Regions from separate parts of the Mus musculus genome. Here regions 1 and 3 are each linked to region 2. The links are chromatin contacts, called in public Hi-C and HiCAR-type maps. All regions are on one chromosome and are shown on one strand. The core of a region is the stretch at or near the end of the contact, and the rest is flanking DNA. Distances in the headings are between cores, read along the strand shown.

Evidence for each region. A called contact is a pair of places that touch in the nucleus more often than the background predicts. HiCAR-type assays count read pairs that join an accessible place to other places.
Region 1: a contact with region 2 is called in a Hi-C map of muscle stem cells, with 3 times the contacts expected there. The contact joins the enhancer-like site here to the promoter of Sfmbt2 in region 2. A contact is called at or near these places in 9 of 39 promoter capture datasets (the 3T3-L1 cell line, the HPC-7 cell line, cranial neural crest and 5 more), 14 of 484 Hi-C or Micro-C datasets (the N1E-115 cell line, cerebellar granule neurons, cerebellum and 7 more), 8 of 115 datasets of contacts at active chromatin or transcription factors (astrocytes, bone marrow-derived macrophages, embryonic basal ganglia and 5 more) and 1 of 9 other capture datasets (macrophages).
Region 3: a HiCAR-type map of astrocytes shows a contact between it and region 2, with 2.6 times the contacts expected there. The contact joins the enhancer-like site here to the promoter of Sfmbt2 in region 2. A contact is called at or near these places in 4 of 39 promoter capture datasets (the HPC-7 cell line, hippocampal neurons and liver), 10 of 115 datasets of contacts at active chromatin or transcription factors (astrocytes, craniofacial prominence, embryonic basal ganglia and 7 more) and 3 of 9 other capture datasets (adipose tissue, liver and pancreatic islet).

The regions. Positions count from the first base shown.
Region 1 is chr2:10,786,845-10,790,180 of GRCm38.p6, reverse strand. No RefSeq gene overlaps it. Among named protein-coding and RNA genes, the nearest start is that of Gm31729, 37 kb to the left of the region's middle. Within about 2 kb of position 1,495, at least 50 of the 459 cell types and tissues checked have an H3K27ac peak or open chromatin away from gene starts, as enhancers often do. A contact at or near this core is called in cortical neurons and muscle stem cells, where this site is marked.
Region 2 is chr2:10,368,494-10,372,096 of GRCm38.p6, reverse strand. It overlaps Sfmbt2 (Scm-like with four mbt domains 2), which reads right to left and starts at 1,646. Exons shown (of 23, transcript NM_001198808.1): 1 at 1,545-1,646.
Region 3 is chr2:10,734,868-10,738,371 of GRCm38.p6, reverse strand. No RefSeq gene overlaps it. Among named protein-coding and RNA genes, the nearest start is that of Gm31729, 89 kb to the left of the region's middle. Within about 2 kb of position 1,456, at least 56 of the 459 cell types and tissues checked have an H3K27ac peak or open chromatin away from gene starts, as enhancers often do. A contact at or near this core is called in astrocytes, craniofacial prominence, embryonic basal ganglia and 2 more, where this site is marked.

The DNA of each region.
Region 1 (3,336 bases), core at 246-2,745, 420 kb before region 2:
GAAGTCTCTCTAGGTCTGAGTCCCCCAATATATTGCAAATATTCTATCAGACTTGGGGAGGAGCAATCTTTGAACTAAGAATCATACAAACAAGTGTATGGACTATCTAATGGCTTCTTACTCTGAATTGCAATTATAATAATAGTTATAATTAAATCCTTTATTTTAGGCCTGTAATTTCAGACATGCCTAGTATTTCCAGTCCCTGTGTTTCTGTGGTTCAATGATACATACCAAATATATACATTTTGTCTGCTGTGTATTTAAGTTTAAGCTTTTTATATTTTCTTTTGCTCAGTCAGTTATCTTCCCCAACTATTCTCAAAGTTCTGTTGCTATGGAGTTCTTCTTCTACTTAATTTATCTTTTGTATTTGTGTATATGCATCATTTTATAACATGCAGAGAAGTCTGGGGAAGGACCAGAGATAAACTTGTTTGTTACTTCTGCCCTATTTCTGTTTTACACTAAATCTTCCTAAATGCTTCAACAGATATACGACTTAGTTTTAGGCCTCCTAAATCTCACCAGTTTAAAAAAAAAAAAGACATGGATTTTTTTTTCAGAGTGTGTATTGGTGGGGGCTGGGGGCACTTCTGTGTAGTGCTCCTGTGTGGAGATCAGAGGACAACATGCAGAAGGCAGTTTTTGCTTTCTATCCTGTGGGTCACCAGGTCAAACTCAGCTTGGCAGGCTTGGTGGAAAGCTTCTTTGCCTGCTGAGCCATCTCATCTATACATATATTATTTTAATACTATCACAACTAATATTCATACATATATACATATGTATATATACATACACATAACATATATATATATATATATATATATATATATATATATATATATATATATGCATGCTAAACCATGGTAAGTTGGAGACTGTCGACATATTAGGACCCTCAGTGAACTTGTAAATGACCTCAGTCATTGCATTTAACTTAAATCAATGTGTTTTCAGATTAATAATTTCTTCAAATGCACGTTCGGGATTTGGGGCATCTTGCTTGAGATAGATACATGAATAAAACAATTATTTGCTTTTTCCATCTGTGAGATACTCAAACAACTGATTGAGGTTCATATTTAGTTTGGAATCATCTATATATGGAGCTCCTATTTTACACATCTTTGACAGTAAGCCTTGGGGATTCCTAGACTGCTTTTATAATCTAAACGTCTTAGAGGAGCAGGGATTTTATAACATGACACTTGATGTGATTATCATGATTAAACTTCTGATTCTATGGAATCCCACTAAAAAGTTCAATATTTATCCTGTCTTACTGACACCCTTGTCAGATTTGATAGGATTTTGAGTCAAAACATTATGTCTCTAATTATACTGCAAATGGCCTGAGATATGAGAGCCAGCTTGTTTCCTCTCTCTCTACCCCATTCTGCAACAAAAGGGGCCTCCGCCAGAACAGAGCTGGCAGCCTGGGGGATGACTCATGAGGGAGAGCAGGATTCAGCTTGGCTCTTCAGAAGGCTGCACAGAGCCAAAAGGACCAACATGTGTTTGTTTCTACAAATCAAGCTGCTTTCTCAATGTGACACATAGGGAACAGCTACAGGAGGAGGAGAGTCTGTGGTTTCTGTGCCCCTGGCCTGTTTTGTGGGGAGATGCATGCTATCCTTGTTCAGCAGGAATGCACACAACAGCCTGAAAGTGCCCCACACGGCATACAGCTAGGACTGGCTTCATTGCCCAGGGATTCTGTACCAAGAATTCAAAGTGGTCCCTTCCCACCCCCCAGAAAAAAATCCCAAACCCTTTAGGATGATTTTGTGACATAACAGATCTCTTGCCATAAAAATCTGGCTTTTACAAACAGGGCCTCAACGGAATAGCACTTGTTGGACTCCTCTGGTATCTAAAAATGTTCCTTGCTACCCTGACACACAGAAAATTTTAAATCTGTCAAGTGATTGAAGAGATAGCTCAGCAGTTAAGGCTGCATACTGCTCTTGCAGAGGAGCAGAATTCAATTTCCAGCACTCTCTTTGGGTGGCTCACAATCGTCTGTGACTCTGGCTCTGTAGAATCCAAATGCATGCACTAGTATCCACCCTGCACATGCATGTAAATAAAACTTGAAAATAAGGTTGTTTTTTTTTTTAAATGCTGCTTAGTTACATAAAAATATCCCACACAGCAGAGCTACTTGGAGTTGGGCAAGCATTTGTGGTTCCTGCTCCCTTGCACCCTGAATATTGTTGAAACCTCCCAGTGCTGCTAATTTGGTAGCATGTGCCAGGCTGTAGTGGTGCTCAGCTTATTCCCCACCCTCCCGATAATTGTGATTTCCTTGTGGTACGTCATGTTTTAAAGTTCTATTGGCCAGTGCTAACTACATCACACTTCATAATCATAAGCACCTTCGAACTGTCACTTTTGTAGATCAAAAATTGTCCCGAGGAAACGAAACTGCAGTGTAGCTTTAGGTGACAAGCTTCAGGACAGCTATGTATGGAAAGTGCCTCAGTCACCACTATCCCTTTACGTCAACCACAGTAGGGTCTGTCTATAGCCATATGTCAATCACAGGGTCTGCCACAGAGTTGATCCTAATAGATGTTTGCTCAACTAAATGTTTTCAGTTCTAATTATCTTTAATAATGTACTTTATGAGCTATAGATAATAAGGTATTTATTGTGACATTTTGTACACACCTATAAAACATTATGATTCTATTCATTCTTTATTACCGTCTCCCATAACCCTACACACACACACACACACACACACACACACACACACACACACTGATCCCTTCCTCTTCCTACCTGCAACAATTTATTCATTGCCTGATCAGGATTACATATGACTTTAGCCATGATGGTTACAGAAATACTGAAAAGCTTCTCACATCCCAGCACCTCTCTCCTCACCACTTTGACTTCTCACTCACAGCACTTCAAAACGTTCTCAAAATCCATCAGGGTACCCTAACTCTTAACTTTAACATTATTAAATAGATGTCTGCGATCAAGAGTAACATTTTAAGAGAGAGAAATTCAAATCACAGACCACAGCATTGCCCGAATCTTCACGTTTCACTCCCTTCCTCTGAATCCACAGTGGAACAGCTGTGCCTGGAGGTATGCTTTCATACAAACTTAAGCGGACTATCAGGAAGGGCAGAGGTGGTTCTGCACGTAACGGTGCTGCCTTGCAAGTCTAAGACCTGAGCTTTAATGTCATCACGGGTTAGGTGGAGATAGGCAGGTCACGAGGGCTCGACGGTCAGCCAGCCAACCTGACTTGGCAAGTTCCAAGCAGGTAAGATACCATACCTCCAAAAATGGTGGATGGTGACCCCTACACAC
Region 2 (3,603 bases), core at 397-2,896:
CGAACACCCATTTGCCCCGACAACTGGACTCACACCCCAATTTCTCAGCTGTTGTTTGTTTTCTAGGTTTGCAATCCCCTGGTCTACCTAGAGCATAATCTCGTGCTTTACCCGTCCAAGAGTTTTTGAAGTGAGGAGAATGGGGGACCCTAAAAACAAAATCGAAGGTCCCGTCTGGTCTACCCCACCCTGTACTTTAATTGTGCTTTTATATGAAGACTCTCAAAAAAAAAAAAATCTGTTCTTGGGGGAGAGAAGAAGAGGTTTTCTTTGGGCCCGTACCACACCCAAAAATGCTGGGAGTTAAGTTTGGACTGCCGGGGATCTACCAGCTGCAATCTACAGGAATGCGAGTGACGAAGCTCGCTGGGCTTCTGGTGGGACACCTGGCCAGGACAGGTTCCCGTAGGGTGGGGTTTCCCTGGCCCATATCAAGAAAAACCAGGTCCTTCATGATCTATAGGAATGGAGCGGAAGATCCGCCCAATCTGATCTGCGGGGTCTACCCGCACTTTTTCACGGGCGTGGCGCAAGGGCTAATGAGCTTCCCGGGCCTTGGGCGCAATGGTGGTACGGAACACAAACGAAATGTCCCCTATACAGAAAAGCTGGAGATGCCCAGGTAGACAAAACTCACCGTTTATGAAGCTGGGAAGCAGTAGAGCGAATATAGAGCTGGTTCTATCGACTAGGAAACAGAAGACACAATTGCTCAAGGTCTTTGCCTTTACAACCCCGACTTCAAAAAAAAAAAAAAATCTTCCACTCCGTAGTCTTCTATTGCCCACCTATCCCTTACACCACTCTCCGAAAAAACAACTACATACTGAGATTTTTAGTCACCCTCCCTGATCCTAACATCCCAGCGAAATTCCCACACGTGGTTCCCTAGGGAGTGGTGAGGGCTAGGAACCGCCAATAGAGTGACGGGGCCAGAGGCTAACTTTGCGCGGGAGACATCACCAACTATGAGGCTTTAGGTCATCTGGAAGAATCTAGAAGGGAGAAGCGCAGAAATGGCTCTCGCCATTATTGGGCCTCAGGGGTGGGGGGTGGGAGGGAATGGTGGGCGAAAGTCAGAGATTCGGAAAGCGTGGTGGAAGTTACAAAAGACTGAGCCCTGCCAGTCTGAGAATATTTCCTTCACATTTTAGAGAATTCTTTAGCTCTAAAGCGTCTCGCCTTGCCCATACACCTCCGTTTAGTACAGAGCCATCTAAGACCCTGAAGGCCCCAGTCATTCGCTTATCAGTATTCTCTGAGGTTCACACTTTTATCACCCGCCGGAGTTTGCCACTCCCGAAGCTAGCTTCCCGGTGTCCAACTCTTAGGAACACCAATGTATTTTTTGAGCTCATCATCCTTAAGGTCGGAGACTCCTGACGGCAGAAACTTCTCAAAAATAAATTAATCCCGTCCCTGAACATTATTCATCCCATCTACACCCGCAACTGCTTCTTTTATTAACCCAAGGTGGTCTCAGGTGAAGAATCCGAGGATTCCAGAGTGTATGTCCAGGTTTAGGTCTCAAAGTCCCAACTTACCTCTTCTCACTCCTTCAACTCGCAGCTGATCCTTCAGAAAGAGGTGGGAAAGAGGCTCAAAGTCACCTTTAGAGGCTTAGACCCACAAGACCCAACCTGCGCTTCCGTCCAGGGGAGTGGTCAGGGTCCTGTCCTTCCCCCTTCCCTCCCTCCTCCCCCCAATAACCAAGCGCAAAGCACTCTTAGACCGGAATAGCTCTCAACTCACACTAGGTTGTCCAACCCAACTCTCCAAAGCCTCAGGTTGTGGTTGCGTTGGACGCCTTAGGCAGCAGAACTCCTTTGTGCGTCCTAGACCGCCCACCTAGCTCCCAGCTTCCCTACCAGGACTTCCGGGCAGCTCCCCTTTGGAAGGAAATAGAATTTTATCAGTCCACCAGCCACGAGGCTTGAGTTGTAACCTACCAACGCGGTAAGGGTTGCGGGTCTATTTCCTGGTTTAAAGTTACGATTGCCCACTGAACGTTGTTCCATCAAAATTTTTAAACACACACCTGATTATCTTACCTGATTCGACAAAGTAATTAAGCAATCTCTATATGGTTGATATTCAGACCCACATTATGTAATTCTGCCCAAGGATCTATAGCAAATGGCGCGGAGTTCCACCCACCCATTCATTCATTCATTCATTTGTGTATTTATCTATCTACCTGTCATGATTAAGAAATAAAAAACATTGCGCTGTCACTGCACGTAGTGGCCGCACTGTTTACACAAATTACTCCAATGATGTCTACAGCAAACGGTCTCCAAGTTCAATATCCTTTACTTTTAATTCACTCTTGGCACATGGCTTTTCTTATGTCCTTTGGCTTTTCTTTGTGATCGTTGCTCCTGCTGCTGTTGTTGTTTTGTTTTTTGTTTCTTTTTAACCCACCTCCCACTTTTATCCCAGGGCACCCAAAAGGCAATGAAAAGTGGCTAGCAGGTTCCCTCCGAAGTTAAAGGTACTCCTTCGTCCCGTTCCAATGCCGTCTAATTTCCACTTTCATTTCACAACCAGACCCTTTAGGGATGTGTGACTCCAAATGCGGGACCCACTCCAAATCAATAAAACAGTAACCACTGCCAAGAAATAAAGAAGTAGAGAAAGCAGAGACTGCCTTTCCAAAGACAAAATGCACTCCAACTCAGGAGAAGTCATGTTCAGTCTCACGATTAATAGTACTAAGTGATTCACTAAAAAATAATTAACACTTTCTGAAAAATCTCCCTTCAAATAAGTCTCTGATAGCACTGACTATATATGCTCTTGCATTCCTAAATTCTGGCTAAGCCATTCATTTCACCACTGTGTTAAAAAGTAATTAAATTAGTTTTGTTAACTGTAAGATATGTATATGCTCTTCCATTTCTCTAATGTCACAGAAAAAAATTAGAAAAGTTCACAGAGGAAAAGTTTCTCCTTTATATTCTGTAAATTCCTAAGAATCATGTCATGAGAACTTACAAGGTTAAAAAAAAAAACTGTGTGTTTATATTTATATTAGAGGCATGTAGTGGTTTAAATCTTGTTGCGTTATAAGTAATAAATAAGTGTTGTGTATTTGTTGAGCCGCATGTAGTCATTTTTTTTTACATGCTCATTTCCTTCAAAAGCAAGGAAGAATCCACTTTCCACAGACTCTTTGTATCTAAATATTTCTTAAAGATGCAGGTCATGGAAGCTTACATACAAGCAGGAGAGCTAACAGCCAAAACCAATATTTGACAAATGTGTGCAATCTTCTCTTTCCAAGGACCTTTACCCCAAAACTTGTTTCCTCTTAGACCACATAAGAGAACACTCTATTAGCCTTCTAACTCACCAAGTCTACATTCTCTCCTCTTCTCTCTCTCTCTCTCTCTCTCTCTCTCTCTCTCTCTCTCTCTCTCTCTCTCTCTCTCTCTCTTTCTCTCTCTCTCTCTCTCTCTCCTTTTTCAGTCCTTTGTCAACATTACAGTTCTTGGCCAAAGTACTAGGAATCAAGAGACCTTGGTCCCTGCTTTATCATTACTTATCTGTGTTACCTCTGGGAGTCCAGCGGCTTCTCTCTCTAACTGCGTTTCCCCCTGT
Region 3 (3,504 bases), core at 207-2,706, 370 kb before region 2:
CCACCCACTCCCACTTCCTGGCCCTGGCAGTCCCCTATACTGGGGCATAGAACCAGGACCAAGGGCCTCTCCTCCTATTGATGAGCGACTAGGCCATCCTCTATGGCCATCCGATGAGTCCCACCATGTGTTTTCTTTGGTTGGTGGTTTAGTCCCAGGGAGCTCTGGAGGTACTGGTTAGTTCATATTGTTGTTCCTCCTATGGGGATGCAAACCCCTTCAGCTCCTTGGGTAATTTCTCTAGCTCCTTCATTGGGGATCCTGTGCTCCGTCTAATGGATGGCTGTGAGCATCCACTTCTGTATTTGTCAGGCACTGGCAGAGCCTCTTAGCTCTATCAGGCTCCTGTCAGCTAGCACTTGTTGGCATCCACAATAGTATCTGGTGGTTGTTTATGGGCTGAATCCCCAAGTGGGGCAGTCTCTGGAAGGTCCTTCCTTCAGTCTCTGCTCCACCCTTTGTCTCTGTAACTGCTTCCATGGGTATTTTGTTCCCCCTTTCAAGAAGGACCGAAGTATCCACACTTTGGTCTTCTTGTTTCACATGTTTTACAAATTGTATCTTGGGTATTTCGAGCTTCTGGGCTAATATCCACTTGGTGAGGTCTCTAATTCTTCACTGAAAATAAAAACGAGTTGAATGCACATGCTCTAAAGTCGGATCTGGGGGTTTATTTCTCCCACGATCTCTTTTCCTGAGCTGTACCACTGTCGTGTACTTACGGTTTAAAAAGGGGGGCAGGGGAAGCGAGCGAGTCAGCAGCCTATTGGACACATTGTAGAGGGAGTGGCAAGGGTTGTTCAATGACACGCTTTGCATGTGTCTCTCGAGAGCTTCATTCTGGTAGGTTCTGGCCTCTTTTCTAGCTTTTTGAATGGAGTTGGCTCTTGCTCACAAATTTGCCTTTGTTTCTTAGTGAATAAACACTTTTCAGCCTGCAGTCTATGTCGGAAACTAAAACAACTTCAGACCCAGGATAGATTGGTTGAGTGCAGTGTTTACATAATCTCCACCCGCCCACCCCAGCGCAGACCCTGCCTTTCCTTTAATAATGAACCATTGAAAATGCCTCATGGATTACTAGCTCCAAGCGGTCTTAGGCTATCCAATAAAGAAACCAATTGTTTTAAAGATTCCCTTCTCCACATTAATCTGAACCGGCATTCTAGGAAGAAACCCTTTTGTGTGTGTTTTCATTTAAATATTCATTTTCCTTCTCTGGTATGACTTCTGCCAATCCCGTTGTGTAAATCCTGCCTCAATATGCCCTTTGCTTTCGAAGCACCAGGCATACAGCTGTTAGTTTTAACGTCTGTTTGTAAAAGTCAGCCCTAAAATTTTAAATACAATGGAATCCTTCCACATGGTGAGATTGCAGTTGTAAAGTGGCCCCTTTATAAATGCCAGGGAAAGAATAGAATCTTCGCTTCTTTTCTGAGGCTACCGCAGCCTGGCAGCTGCTGCCTTGGTTACAGCCATGCGACTTCTCAACAAGCTCTTAATTTGAATGGCCTGTTTGTGTTCTGCTTCCAGGAGGCAAGCCTAGGTATGATGTCCTCTAACCACAGGAGAGCTGGGCTTGATGAATGACTTTACTCGCACAAAATAGGCTTTATGTGCCCACTTAAGCACACAGGACAAACGATAAGGGATCTTGTTGGTGTGAAATAAATTGGATTCAGGATACTCCCACCACCTCCAGCAGAGACCGATTAGCCAATTCCAGAGATGGATGCCTCCAAGGTCACTTATCACACATCTAGCTTGTATTTCATTTACAAAACTTTACGTATTCGTCTTGAATGCATTTCTAAAAACATCCAAAAGCTGAGTTCAAAGAAGTTTAATTCTTAAAAAAAAAAAAAACCTAAGTATTGTTTAAGATTCTTAATTATATCCTGCCACTTAGAAATATCTCTCATCAGCATTTCTGTAGAATTTTGGTTTTTGTTGTTTTTTTAATGTCAGCAACATTAAAATAAATAATTGAATAAACATTTTTAATTTCAATAAGAATCTTTTTGTGTATTGTGATTAGACACTCAAGGCCCACTATGAGGTTTATAACTATAAAGTATTTAAGGAGGTAAAATCACCTACTCCTACCAAGGAGTTAGCAATTCCATTTTGGGGTTTTTTAATTCATTCATATATAAGGACTATTTCAAAAAAATCCGTGAAATGTTTCTAATTTGTGACATGAACTTGATAGTATAGACAAATGATATGATTTCCACAATTAAGTTTATGAGTCTCAATGACACAAGAAGGTCAACAAATACTGTGTGGAATGAAAGTTGCACAAAAGCTAAATTACAGGAGTCTAAGAGTCTCTGCATTCCCTGATAAGAAAGGAATATTCTAGAGGAGTGGAAGCAGATCTGACAGTCAACCAAAGGGTTGGGAGCCATTGTGTGTATGTGCATGTGTGTGTGTGTGCATGTGCATTTGTGTTTGTATGTGTCTGTGTGTACACGTATGTATCTGTGTCCATGTGCATATGTGCACATGCATGTGTCTGTGTGCATGTGCATATGTGTATGTCTGTGTGCACATGCATGTGTGTGTATCTGTGTGTCTATGTGTATGTGCATACGGTAGCTGGAGATCAACTTCAGATGTTGTTTCTTGGGAGCCATTCATCCTGTTTTTGAGACAGGATCTCTCATTCACCTACAGCGCTTGCCATGTAGGCAAGACTGGCTTGCCTGAATGTTGCAGCTGGATATCCACCGTTCTCTGCCTCTGATCCGGAGTGTTGGGATTGCAAGTGCACAGTGTCACTCCCAGCATTTTTATGTGGATTCTGGGGATCAGAATCAGGTCCTTGTTCTTGCACCACACGCACTGTGCCCTCTGAATTATTTCCCCACCTCCATTGTTGCTCCTGACTACTGAAGTCAAGGCTGGATAGAACACATCTTGGCACACTATGATCATTTTATTTCCAGATAGGATTTCCAAAAGGGAAGAGTGAAGAAGAACTGTATGCCTAGAACTCAACAAACATTTGATAAAACCTGTTCTGAGATCTCTTTGGGCAAGGGGAAAGAATATGTAGTAGCAATAACATGTCTCATGATGTCTCTGCTGACCAAGTGCCTTTCCAAAAGGTATTGACTAAGAGACCATAACTTTAGTCCCCTGTAAAGGTTAATAACAATGATAAGTCATTCAGCTTGACCCTTAGTCTTCTGGTCATTTCAATGCTTGTCAAGAAAACAGAGAACACATAATAATCAAATTTGTGATGAGATAAAAAGCTAAAAAGGATAACTAACATATTTCATGTGACAATCAACATCTGAAAGCCAACTATCCTGTTTTTAGGCACTCAAAAATATAGACATTTAATAAATTGATGAATGAGACAGGCCAGAACTAGAGATTGAAATGAAGCTCAATTGGTGTAAATAAAATGCCAAGAACATGACCTAATGGCTATCTTACTGGCTGTAAAAAACTATACAATGGTTTTGATAATAAAATCAATACAAGTCAAAA